Regions from separate parts of the Sus scrofa genome. Here region 1 is linked to region 2. The links are chromatin contacts, called in public Hi-C maps. All regions are on one chromosome and are shown on one strand. The core of a region is the stretch at or near the end of the contact, and the rest is flanking DNA. Distances in the headings are between cores, read along the strand shown. Region 1 overlaps PHACTR2 (phosphatase and actin regulator 2). Region 2 holds the start of LTV1 (protein LTV1 homolog).

Region 1 (2,700 bases), core at 43-2,542, 99 kb after region 2:
CACTATGCAGTCTTAAAAAAAGGGGGGGAAGTGGTGTCACCTGCTTCAACATGAATGAATCTTGAGGTCATTACCTTAAATGAAATAAACCAGTCATAACAGGACAACTACTGTATGGTTCCACTTAGATGAAGTATCTAATGCAGTCAAATGCATAGATACAGAAAGTAGAAGAGGGGTTATCAGGGATTGAGGAGGGGGGCAAAGGGGAGTTGCTTAACAGGTCAGAGTTTCAGTTCTCTAAGATGAAAAAGTTCTGGAGATTTGCTTAATGTAAATATACTTTACCACTGATTAGCACATTTAAAAAAAGTGGTTAAGATTATAAACTTTATGGTATGTTTTTGCCACAGTTATAAAACTATTAAGAGTCTCCATTGTGGCTTCGTGGGTTAATAAGAACCCAATTAGTATCCATGAGGATGCGGGTTTGATCCCTGGCCTTATTCAGTGGGTTTAGGATCTGGTGTTGCCACAAGCTGTGGTGTAGGTTGCAAATGCGACTCAGATCCATCATTGCTGTGGTGTAGGCCGGCAGCTGCAGCTCTGATTGGACCCCTACCTAGCCTGGGAACCTCCATATGCCACAGGAGCGGCCCAAGAAATGGCAAGAAGATTAAAAAAAAAAAAAAAAAAAAATCTCCAGAACCCACCGTCACAGTCATCAGGAAGAGTACGAATACCTTCCTGTGGACCACAGGCTTCCTGGCCCAAGAACACAGTCAAAAAGGGAGGTAAAGCAGGAGAAAGTTTTGGAAGAATCAAAAATCCAGTTGTGTTTTCCAAAAGGGCTGTGGTTGGACATGGCAAGCCCAAACCAGCGCTCAGTGAAAAGCCTCATTCCGAAGGGCCCGGTTTGCTGGGGGGAGTTTACAGGAAATGTTTCCAAGAGGGGCTGCCAGAAACTGACGACAGGTAACCTTGAGACCCTGGGGTCTGGCCTGTGCCCAAACCGTTCCAGTGATCCCTCAACTGTGACCTTTGCATTTCTTTCCTGGAGGGGAGCCACCCACGGGCGAGCTAGCTATAAATATAAAGCAGTTTTCACACAAGGGAAAGAAGGGGAGTTGGGGAACGTCTCCCTTTGTTCGGGAAAAGGTGAACGGTACCTAGAAGGAATGGAGAGATGATAGTTAAGGAAGTTACGAAGAGAAATGTCTTGAGGAAGAAAACAGGAATGAAACCAAGCGTTGGGAGGTTGACAAGAGGAAAAAATTCACACAAAGGAGCAGAGAAAGCTGCTGAGCTGTGTCCAGCAGCTGGGGCCGGACAGCAGGTCGGAGACAAATGAGAAGAACAGGACACAAGAGACAACACCAGAGCAAAGAGCAAAGAGCAAAGGACAGGGCTCAGGAGCCAGGAACTTTCCCTTTTTGTTAACTCTTGTGTCCCCAGGGCACAGAACAGATTTTGGCTCATGGGAGGAGATCAGTGGTAGCAGCTTATGAATGAACAGGAAGGGATTCCTGAGTCCACCAGTGGTCCCCAAGGAGCTCTCGCTGACGCACGGGGCCGTGTGGCCCATGGGAAGAAAGGTTGTCTTTTATAATGTTTCTTAGGACATGGAGGAAGACATGCCGAGACTTCGTGAACCTTCCTCTGCTGAGTTTTAAAAACAGGAATCACTGCCATTCCCGCTGTGGTGTAATGGGATTGGCGACGCCTCTGGAGTGCTGGGATGTAGGTTCAATCCTCAGCCCCGGCAGAGTGGGTGAAGGATCTGGCATTGCTGCAGCTGTGGCATAGGTTGCAACTGCGGCTTGGATCTGATCCTGGCCCGGGAACTGCATATGTCACGGGGCGGCTCAGAAAGAAAAAAATTAAAAAAAAAAAATTGTCTTCCTTAGAAACAACCACAAGGCCCAGCTAGTCAGAAGTCCTGAGGAGGAAACAGAACATGTGGGAGGTGGGGGGTGGTTTTCTTCTCTTCTGCCTGAAGATCATGATATGCAAAGAGTGGACAAAGACAGAGCCCTTTGAACTGATGTGTCAGAGACGAGGGCTGATTTTCTGCATTGGAATGTAAGTACAACGATGCCAGGCATGGCAAGACACAGGGTCCCTTCCATGAAAAGAGAATTGCTATGCTGGGTGGAGACTAACTGAATTGGACTAATGAAGTCTAATTGGCCTTGAAATTGAATGAGGGAGGAAGAGGAAAAAACCCAGATGACAGTATAAAATCAGATATCATGGAGGACAGCAGCCAAGACAGAAAAAAACAGCAGTGGAGAATTTTAGGGATCTTTACCCCCAAGAAATGTGGACACAGACAGGTGCAGAGATAGAAGAAGAGGAATAAAACAAAGGTGACAAGGTGACGTGAGGTGGCAGCACAAGAAAGTAACTTCTGAGATGGGCAGAACAGGATTCCTGATGACTCAGACAGATCTTCTGTAAAGGGGGGGTCTAATGTCTCGGGGGAGGATGCCTCATGGGACACTAGCAGGAAAGTCTGCACCCGTGGGAAAGCACACAGAGCTGAGGGGACAGGTGCAGAGAACGTGCAGAAGTGGGTGCATGAAAGAACATTCAACATATTACTATAAGGGGTGAAACACATCATCAGGATTTGAGTTAAATGAGCAGAAATGCAATATGGGCTATAAATGGGGAACTTGCATTCCCCAGACATTTATAAGATACTTAATTCCTACTGAAAAAATTCTATTCATTTTAATAACGAGATGATTTCCCCTT
Region 2 (2,700 bases), core at 157-2,656:
CAAGGGTTACTTTAAATTGGATGCTAGGAGAAGGTCCCTGACAGGCTGAACCAGAAAAACAGGAGCCTGCCACAGAAAAATGTGAGGAAAAGTTCCAAGCAGGGTACACATTTCACGTACCAACTATTAAGTGAAACCATAACACAACAGCTGAAGTTTAATAAGATTCGTCATCCTTTCTACTTCTAGTTTTGAAACCGAGTAGGGCTGGGTGGCTCCTGGGCACATAAGCCTTTCTGTGTCCCTCATTTCCTGTTCTTGGGAATAAGCGTCAGCCTCCATGACCTTTCCTGAGTTCCAAAAAGTAGGTTCAAACAGCTGCTAATCAGGGAAGGGGGTGGATGCAGATGCCAGGGAGGAGCAGTCAAGAGACAACTTGGAGTAGGGTCCCAGTCCTTCCTCAAGGAATACAGATAACAATACCTTTGAGCTCTTCCCCAAAACTATAACCCCAACAAATGGAAGATGTTAATGAAGGATTCTGCATTCCAGAAAGATTACCAGCTTTGAAAAACAACAAAAGCTTGCATCTACCCTGATCCTTACCTGTGGTCCTATTTTTCACTCCCAAACTATAAAACCAGCTCCTATGCCCTCCCAAAAAGGGGCACAGTCTTTAGGGCATTAGCCTGCTGTAAACCTCCCCTCCTTTGCCTAGCAAAGCAATAAAGCTATTTCTTTTCTCCTTCACCTAAAACTCTGTCTCCCTGTTTGTATTCAGCAACAATGGACAGGAGCCGAGTTTCGATAACAATTTCACTACCCAACCTTGATTTTCTAAAATAAAAAAGCATTACTCCAGTTACCTAAGTTGCCTGGCTTCAGGGCCAACCTTCCTGTCTCTTTTCTCAGAGCAAAGAGATGGGCAGAAACCTACCCTCCAAAGTCCAGAGAGACTAGAACCCACTCTCTGCCCCACCCCGGAAAGCACAGGTTGGCATGTTTGTGCGGCATGTCACAGGTTTGCAGACGGGGGTGGGGGGCGTGTAAAGAATAGCCCATTCTGTTCTGCCCACTCCCCAAGGAGGCTTGCTTGTGGGAGACCCACTCTGAACTACAAGGCATGCCCGGAGTGGTGAGGGTAGCCTATACTGTGACACTGGGAAGCAAGCAACTTCCCTCCATATTCATACCAGCCTCCCAGTCCCAGGCCGCAGCAGCCACAGGCACTAGAGGAACCAGCCTAGCCTCTGCCAAACCAGAGCGCCCGCCCCGGAGACTGCGAGGCTTACCATGCTGCAGCCGCGCGGTCCTCACCCCAAAAGGAGGCTACCACACTCTCGGAGTCCGGCAGAAAGTGACAGAGTACACCCCGACCGCCACCGAGGTCCAGCTACAGCCCTGCCTTTACGCTGCTCCACACATGCGGCTCCGGGAACCGGCCGGGAAGTAACGCAGGAGGCTGTGGAAATGGACCAATCGCTGAGGAGCTAAGGGTCGCGACCGGAAGTTACGCAAAACTCAGGCCGTCGCAACGATCGCGAGAAGCTATTTGGAGGTGGGGCTGCTCTCCGCTGGGAGGGTCGGGCCTTTCTGGGCAGAATTAAATCAATCCGGGAAGGAAATGGAGGGCGTTTGTGCTGCGGTGAAGTGCGAAAGGGGGGGGCCGCTGGTTAAAGGGAGACCTTGCTTTTATAGCGCCTTCTGCGGAAGACAGAAGCCGTGAAACTACCATCCCCCTTGAAAGTTGTATTCCCTACCTGTCCCCAACAAAACAAAACACGAAATGTGTATGCAGAAGGAAGGTGGGCACCCTCCGGGATCACCGAGATTTCGAGTTCCCGCTCTTTAGGGCGGGCGCGGAGCTGGTCGCCTTAGCAACAGAGTATCCTGGGGCCTGGCTATTCTAGTTCGCTTAATTAGGTCTTTATTTTCCGTTGAAAGAACTGCGTTTAAACACCCAATCAACAACCCCGCCCCCGTTGACAGTAGAAGCACTTGAACTAATAAAACACATTTTCAGAATCTCTTTGGTGTTTGCATGCCTTATCTTAGGCGGAAACTAATGTTTATTCTCTTACAAGCTCTTCCTCAAATGTTTGAAAATAGTTTAAGCAAATAGGCTATAAGCACACCTTAGCCAGCTTTCAGGCAGGTGCTGGTGCACTTTCAGGTTTTCCTGGGCAAAAGAGGATGGAAATGCATTCAAAAATTTTATCAGCAGATGGTTCTTCAGATTTGTATTTCCCCTTCCCAATTTCTGGTGTCTTTCCAATATCTGAATTATCTTGAATTATTTTTATGTCCTACCTTTTACTACTGTAAATATCTATGAAATAGTATGCTTTCATTCCAGTAAAAATTATAGAAACAATTCAGATTAGGATAACTAAACTTGTCTTGGGATAGTGCTTTGCAATGAGGATAATACAGAACACTTCTATATGCTACATACTTTATTATAATTGAGCTCCATGAGTGCAGACTTTGTTTTGTTTTTATCTGTTTTATTTACTACTGTAACTATATTCAGGACCTAGAATCGTGCCTGGCACGTGTATTCAATAAATATTTGTTTAAATGAAGTGACATTCTGGCACTTTACCTGAATTATCTCAAGTCTTATAGACAATAGTAAAACTAACAACACATGGCTTGAACCTAGCCAGAACCCAGATTGGGACTTGAACCCACAGTTTTAATTTAGAATCACTCTCCTGGTGTGTGGACTTACTGAGGATCAGGAATTCAGGGAGAGGG

Evidence for each region. Hi-C and Micro-C count contacts between places; a contact is called where the count stands out from the background.
Region 1: a Hi-C map of liver shows a contact between it and region 2, with 9 times the contacts expected there. The contact joins the enhancer-like site here to the promoter of LTV1 in region 2. A contact is called at or near these places in 1 of 5 promoter capture datasets (liver), 2 of 47 Hi-C or Micro-C datasets (liver and skeletal muscle) and 1 of 2 datasets of contacts at active chromatin or transcription factors (alveolar macrophages).

What each region holds. Positions count from the first base shown.
Region 1 is chr1:21,528,314-21,531,013 of Sscrofa11.1, forward strand. The region is part of intron 2 of PHACTR2 (phosphatase and actin regulator 2); the gene reads right to left. Among named protein-coding and RNA genes, the nearest start is that of LTV1, 99 kb to the left of the region's middle. Within about 2 kb of position 1,293, at least 21 of the 83 cell types and tissues checked have an H3K27ac peak or open chromatin away from gene starts, as enhancers often do. A contact at or near this core is called in alveolar macrophages, liver and skeletal muscle, where this site is marked.
Region 2 is chr1:21,428,846-21,431,545 of Sscrofa11.1, forward strand. It overlaps LTV1 (protein LTV1 homolog), which reads right to left and starts at 1,407. Exons shown (of 11, transcript XM_021087123.1): 1 at 1,233-1,407. The coding sequence starts at 1,235.